Linked DNA regions of Mus musculus: region 1 is linked to region 2. Evidence: chromatin contacts called from public HiChIP or PLAC-seq data. All regions are on one chromosome and are shown on one strand. Each heading gives the region's core, a stretch centred on a gene start, on an enhancer-like site or on the middle of the called end of the contact. The rest is flanking DNA. Distances are from core to core; before and after follow the strand shown. Region 1 has its middle 32 kb from the start of Gm41867. Region 2 overlaps Rbm20 (RNA binding motif protein 20).

Evidence for each region. HiChIP or PLAC-seq counts read pairs in DNA pulled down with a chosen protein or histone mark.
Region 1: a FOXA1 HiChIP or PLAC-seq map of pancreatic cancer cells shows a contact between it and region 2. The contact joins two enhancer-like sites. A contact is called at or near these places in 1 of 115 datasets of contacts at active chromatin or transcription factors (pancreatic cancer cells) and 1 of 9 other capture datasets (embryonic stem cells).

What each region holds. Positions count from the first base shown.
Region 1 is chr19:54,790,433-54,794,963 of GRCm38.p6, reverse strand. No RefSeq gene overlaps it. Among named protein-coding and RNA genes, the nearest start is that of Gm41867, 32 kb to the right of the region's middle. Within about 2 kb of position 1,498, at least 5 of the 459 cell types and tissues checked have an H3K27ac peak or open chromatin away from gene starts, as enhancers often do. A contact at or near this core is called in pancreatic cancer cells, where this site is marked.
Region 2 is chr19:53,799,335-53,803,989 of GRCm38.p6, reverse strand. The region is part of intron 1 of Rbm20 (RNA binding motif protein 20); the gene reads right to left. Among named protein-coding and RNA genes, the nearest start is that of Gm30890, 15 kb to the right of the region's middle. Within about 2 kb of position 3,214, at least 148 of the 459 cell types and tissues checked have an H3K27ac peak or open chromatin away from gene starts, as enhancers often do. A contact at or near this core is called in pancreatic cancer cells, where this site is marked.

The sequences.
Region 1 (4,531 bases), core at 249-2,748, 990 kb before region 2:
CACGAGGAATTTGCTTTTCTGAGGATGACTTATTTATTTAATACAATTATCTCCAGTTATATATTTTTTTCCTGCAAGCCTTCTGGATGGTGCTGGGTTTGTTTTGCCCTTAACCTGACCAAACTCATGCCTCTGATTATAGCCAATCACCTTTGTGATACATTGCAAATGCTTTCAACTCATGCTTTGGGCTTTTGAACCAAAGAGAAAGTTTGATTGGAAAGTAACGTTCAGTCAATCACTTGAATCTCATATTCAGAATGAACTTTTGTATATTTTCCAGACAAGGATAAGGTTGGCTCCATGTCTCTGTTAGGGCCAGAAATCAGGTCTATGTCGCTAAGGAAGAGGAGCTATTAGAAATATTACCACATAAGCTTTGAATGCCACGTGGGAGCTTTACTAGATCTTTCCGAAGGCAAATTCAGAGAGTGTGCTCTGAGTAGGTCATGAGTATGAAGTGCGATGGATGAACATAGCAAGTACCTGGGTAACACTGGGAGCCTGAGGCTGGGGAATAAGCATTAGATTGTACAGTTTCTCTGCCTACTTGGGCTTACCAGACATATGGAGCAATGTATTGCTTTTCCTTTTATTCTAATTTTTTTTTTCTTATTGGGCAGCTCCCAATTTCCTGAGCATCTTCAGTTTCTGGTGGTCATTTTCAGGAAGTCTTTACTCGATGAAGAGCACATAGAGCACACAAGGTCTCTAAAAGGTGGAATGTTGTTCTTCTTTGTCTAGGTGATATTCAGTAGCCTGCTTACTTGTAGTAAGATTATTTAACCACTTGTTAGCTTGGGATAAAAAGAAGTTGAGCAAAAGCACGAAGCTGGGCTGCAATTTGGTACCTATAGCACTTGAACCACCATTTTTAGGAGGAGCCACGTACCTGATGGTCATCAATCATCCTGTGAAAATAATATTCTCATTTTATAGGTTAGAGTGATACCTTCGAGAAATGTAATAGGTTACTGAGGCAGAAGGTACACAGTAGGCATAAACTCAAATCTCTCTGATTTAAAAGCTTGTTCTTTGTGCTGTATCCTTACCAATCAGTGGTGATGTCATTTTGACCTAAGTTTCATAGAAAAACAAAATTTAGAACAGATTTTTTTTTGATAGAGTATTTGGCCTCTATATAAATGCAAATTTTGACTCCTCAGCTGAGATTAAGATGAGCTCTAAATTAACAGGAGACCTGAGTGAATGTATCCTGTTCATTATAAAGGGACCCTGATTCTTTCTTCCCTGAAAGGTTTGATTTTCTCAGGAGTACTTGGGTCTGAGTCTATTTCCTTTGAGCTTCTCTTCACCGGGCTACAATTTCTCTCTTCCTGGGGAACGATGATTCAGGCCTTTGAGGTTACAGATAAATAAATGTCATGCTTACACAATGCAGTATCTGTATTCATTTTTTTAGTGGCACGAGGGTTTAGAGGAGGCGACAGGAAGCAAAGCCAGGCAGAAAATCATTTACATTGCTATCATTGTGACAAGAAAGTGACTCAGAATCCAGGAGCGTATGGAGTTTACCCACTGTCCCACTGTCCAGCCACTGGTTGAGAATGGATGCAAAGAAATGGGCATACAACATGTAGACATGTAGAACCTCTGTCCCCAGCCTTCTGCATGCTTACCCATAGCAGTGGGTTTACCCTCCTCTTGACTATGTAATTTCTACTCCACCTCTTCACTTATGGGAAGGCCTGTAAGTGGCTTTGTCATAGGCCCCAAGCTTCTGCTTTGATATGGGAGAATGAGACAGATAGACTCAGAAACAACCTTTGTGCTAGGCAGTCTCTTTAGAGACATTCTCCACTGGCTGCATATTAAAATCACTTGGGAAATGTTACAAAATTCCCAAAGTTAAGGACCATTTCAAGACAAGCATGGTGCAGCCTCGTGTTCATGGACTAGGGGGCCCTTAGGTTTGATCTTCATTCTTGCCTTAGCACTTTTCCTACTGTGGTATATAGACCATGACAAGAGTGGGTATTAATGTCTCCTTTACACTGAAATGGAGGCAAAAATAGAACCTTTTCAATGGCCTTACTACACATAGTGATAGAAATTCTGCATATAAGGCTGTCACCCCAATGCTTAATACACCCCCAACACATCAGTAACTAGCACCTATATGGAGTGATGAGGACTTTCTCCTCAAACTGACATCAGTTTACCTTGTTTCATCTATAGCATTTTAAAGCCTTCCAATATAAGTAACTGTCATGCTCCCTCTTTAACTATAAAATTGAAGCTTCACACATGTAGAATAGATATGGCTGGGTCAACACTGGATGCAGAGAAATGGACACAACATCTGGAGACATATCCCCTCTTCTGTCAGCCTTTTATACCCATATCTACAGCAGCAGGTTAGGCTTCTCCATGACTATTTCAAGTTCACTCCATCCTCTTTATCTATCAAAGGGCCTGTAAGGCTACTTAGCCAGTGCCTTGTACCTACTCAATGGCAGAGTCCATTTGAATCCTTTGTTAATCATTTTGGACTGTTAGATCCAAGTTCCTTTATGATTGGGGGAGGAATAATTAACTGAGTTTTAATCTTATACTTCATACATATTTGCTGTGAGAAAAAAAATAAAACACAGATATAAAGCTATCTCCTTCCTCATTTTTAAAAATTCTATTCCTTACTTCTCAGAGTATTTAATCTCTTGGATGTTTTTCAAAAATTTTTCTATGTACATATAATTACATGCATATTTATGTTATAGGGGTATATGAAATATATACCCTTTCTACAAAGATGTGAACTATATATGTATATGTATTTCTGCTTCCAGATTTTCCCTTTATTAATCTTGAAAATCATTAATATATTTGCAATTACATATAAACATATTTATTGGTATTTTGTGGTTATAAGATATTTATGGGTATGCAATATCTAGCAAATATTACTGGCAAGGACCATTTCATAGTGTACCATTGAAGCATTTGAGCTACTATTTCTGCATTCCTAGGGATGGAGTTTGTGGGGTCAATCTCTCTGTACAGTCTAGGATTTCTTGTGTTAGCCACGCTACAATGCCATTCCTATCTACATGCCTTTTGGTCCACCAACCTTGAAAGAAACTTAAACAACCTTCCAGGGCTGAAACACTAGACAGATTCCATATTATCCTTCCGTCTTGGCCCAAAGAAGGGGCAGAGAGTTCTGGCACCAGCTGTGGATATTTTGTACAGAGGACTAGATGAAGCAAATGTTCTAGCCTCAGTTCCCATCAGGGAAATTAAACAGATATTTACAAGGCAAATTGCTCATGTCTCATTCACCTCCCCCAGACCACAGCCATTCAGGCTCACTCAACTTACCAGTAACTCCAGCATCCTTAAAAGGGCATAAAATCAGATTGGTTCCTATTAATAATTCTTCCTGCCTACCCTGGGGAATTTGGAATGGCAGTGGTATCGTAAGTGCACACCCTGATCTATGAATTTGTTACTGAACTGAATTGCCCAGTGATTTTTTTTTTTTTTTTTTTTTTTTTTTTTGTTAGATGACACAGCTAGAAAGGGAGCAATGGCTCAAAGCCATGATGAATGCCGCTGTGTCTCTGCCTCCTTCCCTCAGCTCATCACTGTAAGTAATTACCTGCCTGATCCTGGACAAGTCCTTCTGTTTGGCTCACGTCAGCTATTGATCATTTATTTAAGAATTGTGTACTCCAGGGAAAGTGAAAAAAAACTTCTTTGAATTAATTTTTTGAGCCCACTGTGGTCATGAATAAATATCTTTCATTTTAGACAATTTACATCAGCAACTTTGTAGCTGTGGGAATTTGTTTCCCTCTTCTGACCTGTTCCTCTGAAAATTGGTTTTCTAACCACTCTGGAAACAGTAGTTTTAAATTGACACATTAAATTTTCAGAATGGTGTTTCACTTACTGTGTTCTGACTGTGCTGTAGCACAATGCTTTGACAGGCACACAGTGGGGCTCTGGTTAGAATAGAGGGCTTCCAACTGTTGTCTAGTGGGAGCCCACATTTCATCTCATAGGTTAGAACTCTGGGTAATCGTTTTCATAACTGGAGGGAGCAAGTCTGTGCTGATTTTTAAGCAAGGGTAGCTGAGAGTAAACAAAAACATTCTAATAAGCAATTTTTAGTAACTGCTCATGTGCACTGAACTTCGCAAATGTGAGTTTTTATGAGCATCGAGTAAAGTACCAAAATGCTTCTCAATATTGATTTTGAATGTGCAGTCTAGCAAGAGATGTCAGTTTGAGGAGAAAGTCCTCTTTATAGAATAAGAGTCCTGTGTAAGTAAACGTATTTACGCCTGCTTTATGTCAGGTGATCTTAGCATTGGTATATTTCTGTTAATTTGTTTGCATTTTCTTATTAATTACTCAATGCTAACATCTCCTTGATGTTTGAAAACAATATTTTCTGATAAAGAGGTCTGCTTCTGTTTAGAGACATACTTCCGCGTCACCATTTAACAAGCGATCCAGAAGTTTCTCTGTGCATGTATTGTTCAGATTACTTCATGCCAGCAGG
Region 2 (4,655 bases), core at 1,965-4,464:
ACTGATTAATCTATTTATTGGCTCAGTTCTCATTTAAGAGGGTTGTTGGGAGATGAGGTCTGGCTGAAGGAAGGGGTCACTGGAAACGTGGGTCTGAAGGGTGTCCTGCCCCAATCTATATTGTACTCTGGCTCCATGAAGGAACAGCTCTGTTCCAGCATGCTCTCCCTACCATGAACCTTTGCCTGGTGAGGTCCCCAAAAAACAATGTCGTGAACCAGGATTACTGGAAGCTTCTAAAGCTGCAAGCTGAAATAAATTTCTCTCCCCTCAAACTATTTCTAACCCCCCTTTTATAGTTATTTACTTATTTTTATTTTATATACATTGGTGCGTTGCTTGTATGTATGTCTGTATGAGGGTCTCAGGTCCCCTGGAACTGGAGTTACAGACAGTTGTGAGCTGCCATGTGAGTACTGGGAATTGAACTCAGACCCTCTGGAAGAGCAACCAGAGCTCTTAACTGTTGAGCCATCTCTCCGGCCCTTAAACTGTTTTCTAAGGCTACAGAGTTAGCTCCACAGATGAAGGCCCTTGCCACCAAACCTGACGATCCGTGAGACCTATACGATTGATAAGTGTAAACAGGTTCTACCAAATGCCTCTGACTGTACCATGGCATATGTACCTCTGTCAACAAAAATTGACTAATTAGGGCTGGTGAGATGGCTCAGCCGGTAAGAGCAATGACTGCTCTTCCGAAGATCGTGAGTTCAAATCCCAGCAACCACATGGTGGCTCACAACCACCCATAATGAGATCTGATGCCCTCTTCTGGTGTGTTTGAAGACAGTTACAGTGTACTTATGTATAATAATAAATAAATCTTTTAAAAAATTGATTAATCAATTAGATGGTTTTTTTCCTCAAATATTTTTACAGTGATTTTAAGAACATCTGCATAACATATTCTTCTAAGAGGAAAGATCTTCACTGAAAAGGGATAACATTGCTTGATCCTTCTGCTCAGCAAGGTGGCAATGCAAGATCAGAGTGGGTGCCTGTGTGGCCGTGGGCTGTCCTTGGATGAGTGGGAGCAGGGCTCAGGCGCCACGGGTCCTCATCTCAACCCGTCTCTCGTCAGCCATGTGACAGTGAGAAAGGAAAAGGCTCACCTCCCTGCACCTCAGCATACCTGTGTATGCACTCAGTTAGAGACAGGATCTTGCCATTAGCCCTGGGTCTCTTGGTGCTAGCTATGGAGACCAAACTATCTCCAAATTTGCAGGGATGTTCTTGCCCTCCCCCCCCCCCACCCCCCCCCCCCGCCGAAACAGTGTGCCTATTTTGTTTTGAAAAACAAATAAACAAACAAACACCCACATTACACTCTTTCCCTTTAAGGCCCACACAGGTAAAGAAAGCGCTGTCTGGGCGTCCTGGAAACTGCCAGGTCCCACATAGTTATAGCGTTCTGCAGGCTGTTCTTGGGGAGGGCATTTTCTGTGTGAAGAGAACCATCTTCATTCTAGGAAACAGTCACATGTTTGGATGCTCTCATTGCCACTGAGAGTCAGGATAAAATGAGTGAAGTCATTGGTTCAGCCATATCAGCGAAGTGTCAGTCATGATAATGTGATTGCATCACAACTGGGGAGCAGGGGCTATGCTCAGAGACAGGTTTGAGACTTAGAACCATCCTAATTTTACCTCTCATAAGCTAGTCTCTCTGGGCCAGTACTCAGCTTCTATAAGGCCTTAGGTCCTCATCATTAAAAGGAAGACAGATGTATCCAGGCTTGTTCTGAGAGTGGAAGGGTGCATACCGTATTTAGCCCAGTTCCTACCACCCAGCAAGTAACCACTGCTATTATTATTCCTGCCGTTGTGTTATCGCTGCTAATATTATCCTTATCATTGTCACCCTGAGAACAGGCAGCATGGGAGCTCTGCCAACAAACAAGGAAGCTAAGAATGTGGAGATGTGAAAGTAGACAGAAAGGGAAGGGCAGGCAGGGGGTGGGCAGCTTCTGTCAGGAGAGAGCAGAGGTGGAGAGAGGCTCAAGCTGCAGAGATAGTGGCAACAGCCCTTGGGTGACCTCAACCAGGCAACAGCACATTGCAAGGCTGTTGAAGGTCCGTGCTGTGGCCCTGTACAGCGCAGCCACATGCTCGTCCCTGGTGATGTCCCCCTGACCAGCAGACAAGCCAGGAGCGTGTCAGTGCCCAACCAACAAAACCAACTTTGTTCACAGTGAGCACGATGGCTTCCCAGAGAAGCGATTCGGGAATTTAAAACCACTCTTGAGTTCAACTCAGCTCACTTTCCAGACTGTAACAAATGCGCCCTTGCTTGTTTGTGCTAAGATATAAACCATAGTCCAGGTGAGATTAATGAAGCCAGGCAGGAGTTACTGTTCACTGTGGGTACGACTTCACAGGAGACCCAAGTGCAACTTGCAGCTCAGGGGTCGGGCCTCTGCTGTCTCCTGGAAGCTAAATATCTCCTAGATCTTCATCTTTCCATAGTTAAATCTGACTGCACATATGCAGATCTTAGAAGAGTTCAGAGAAGCTCACCATGCCTCCAGGTGAAAGTGCCATGAACTTATGAGACATCCCCAAGTTTTCTACAACACTGTAATTCATAATTTATATTATTTACAATGTGTTTCAAGGAGAACCAGACAGGAGGAGTGCAAAGGCCCCAGATATAAAGAAAATGGGGGTGGAAAGGCTGGACGCACCCTACTGGACCAGTACCATTGTCTGCCCTGACTGCAATAAATGACATAACTACATGGTGATTAAAAGGGGAAAAACTAACTTTCCTGTAATGCTCTCAGAAACTGGGTCAGGCTATGTAGCACAGAGACGGGTTTCAAAATGCCAGGTTACAAAGATGCTAGCTCTGACAATCCAGGTCCTGTGCGGGCTGCAAGTTCGAAATTCTAGCTAAATGTCATAGATCTGAGAAGCAAGGAGTCTCAGAGATCATCTTGTGGTCACAACCCACCTGTCCAACACAGGGAGGAAAGCAAAAGCCAGGGAAGTTGATGAAATACAAAAGTCTCGTTGTTCCAACCCCAGTCGAACTCCTGAAGAGAGCAGAGCCAGGACTGGAGCCCCAGGGCTGGTGCGGGGGTGAGAGTGGAACGCAGCCTTCAGCAGGGGGGGTCTCTTCCTTCTTGGAGACAGGGAGGGCTGTTGCACACTCTCTTCACAAACAATGGTGTTGCTGGATCATCATTGGCTAGGCCTCTGTGACTAATTTCAAGATTACCGGGTCACTGCTGCTAACCCGTGTTTGGGCCTTTGCCACAACATTACCATAGGGTGATTCATATCACCATGACAGCTCTCCGAGATGATTCATAGCATCGATGATAATCCTGCGTTCTCTCTTTTGTTCTGGGCTTTTCACTTGGTAGGTTAATAGGAGTCGCCCACTGCTGCAACACACACATGCACACGCATGCACATACATTCACACACACACACACACACGCCCACGCCCACGCCCACGCACAATCAGTCTCCAGAGGAACCATATGGGTAGTGAGTTCAAATGTGATCATTTCCAGTTTACACTAAGAAGACTATATAGGTCAGACAGTGGTGTGCACTTCTCCACCCAGTACTCAGGAGGCTGAGGCAGGAGGATTGAGAGTTTGAGGACAATCCCGGCTATGTAAGTGAGACTTTGTCTCAAAACAAACAAACAGAAAACGAAAAGCACAAGACCAGGAAAGACATGGTGAGCCACCTGAGGTCATCCACAGAATAAAGGACTTTTAGTTGCATAACTGCCCACGGTCACTAAAGGGAGCGTCTAGCGCTTTATTTTCGGCCCAACTTCCCTATGTGACCTTTAGTCTCCTGTGCTCTGCACTGCTCTTATCAGACAGCGTGCAAGTCTCACGAAGAGGGCCTGGTGGTTTTCTAACTGACAGGGGTGGGACTGCCTTTCCTCTCAGGAGTGGAACTCAGCACGTGCATGAGGGAAATGATAAATCCATGCGTGCAGAGAAAGCAGTATGCGTTCCCCAGCGACCCACAAGACAGGCTTCCAGGGGGCCCAGCCATGTGACATGGTGACATGACAGACAGGGTACAGTCTCCTACACATCCATAACTGTCTCGGGATTGCTTGTATCTGCAAGGCTGTGTTGAACCAGCCTGCAAGTCTGGGGCAATTTTGGCCAATGTAGCCTCTAAGAATAACATACTCACTCTTCCTTTCTCCCATACCCTATCATTTTCTTTTTTTTAAGGCTTTCTTTGTTTTGAAGGGCTGGGGACATGTGGAAAACACATGTCTGCTACTGAGCCTCATCTCCCAGCTACTCATGTTTCTTTCTTTTAAAATACGTTTTATTTTATAAAATTATGCACCAGGTGTGGTGATGCACACCTTTCATCCCAGCGTTCAGGGAGCATAGGAAGGTTGATCTCTGTGAGTTTGAATTCAGCCTGGTCTATAAAGAGAGTTCCATGCCAGCGAGGGCTGCATAGTTAAGACCGTATCTACAGAAAAAGAAAAAAAAAAAAGTAAAAGATAAACAACTTAATTTTGTTGTTATTGATGTTTTGGTTTTTTGAAACAAGGTCTCTTGACCTTGTATACTGGGGAATTAGAAAGGGTCTCAGTATATAGCCCTGGCTGTCCTGGAGCTTACTCTGTAGACCAGGCTAGCCTTGAACTCACAGAGATC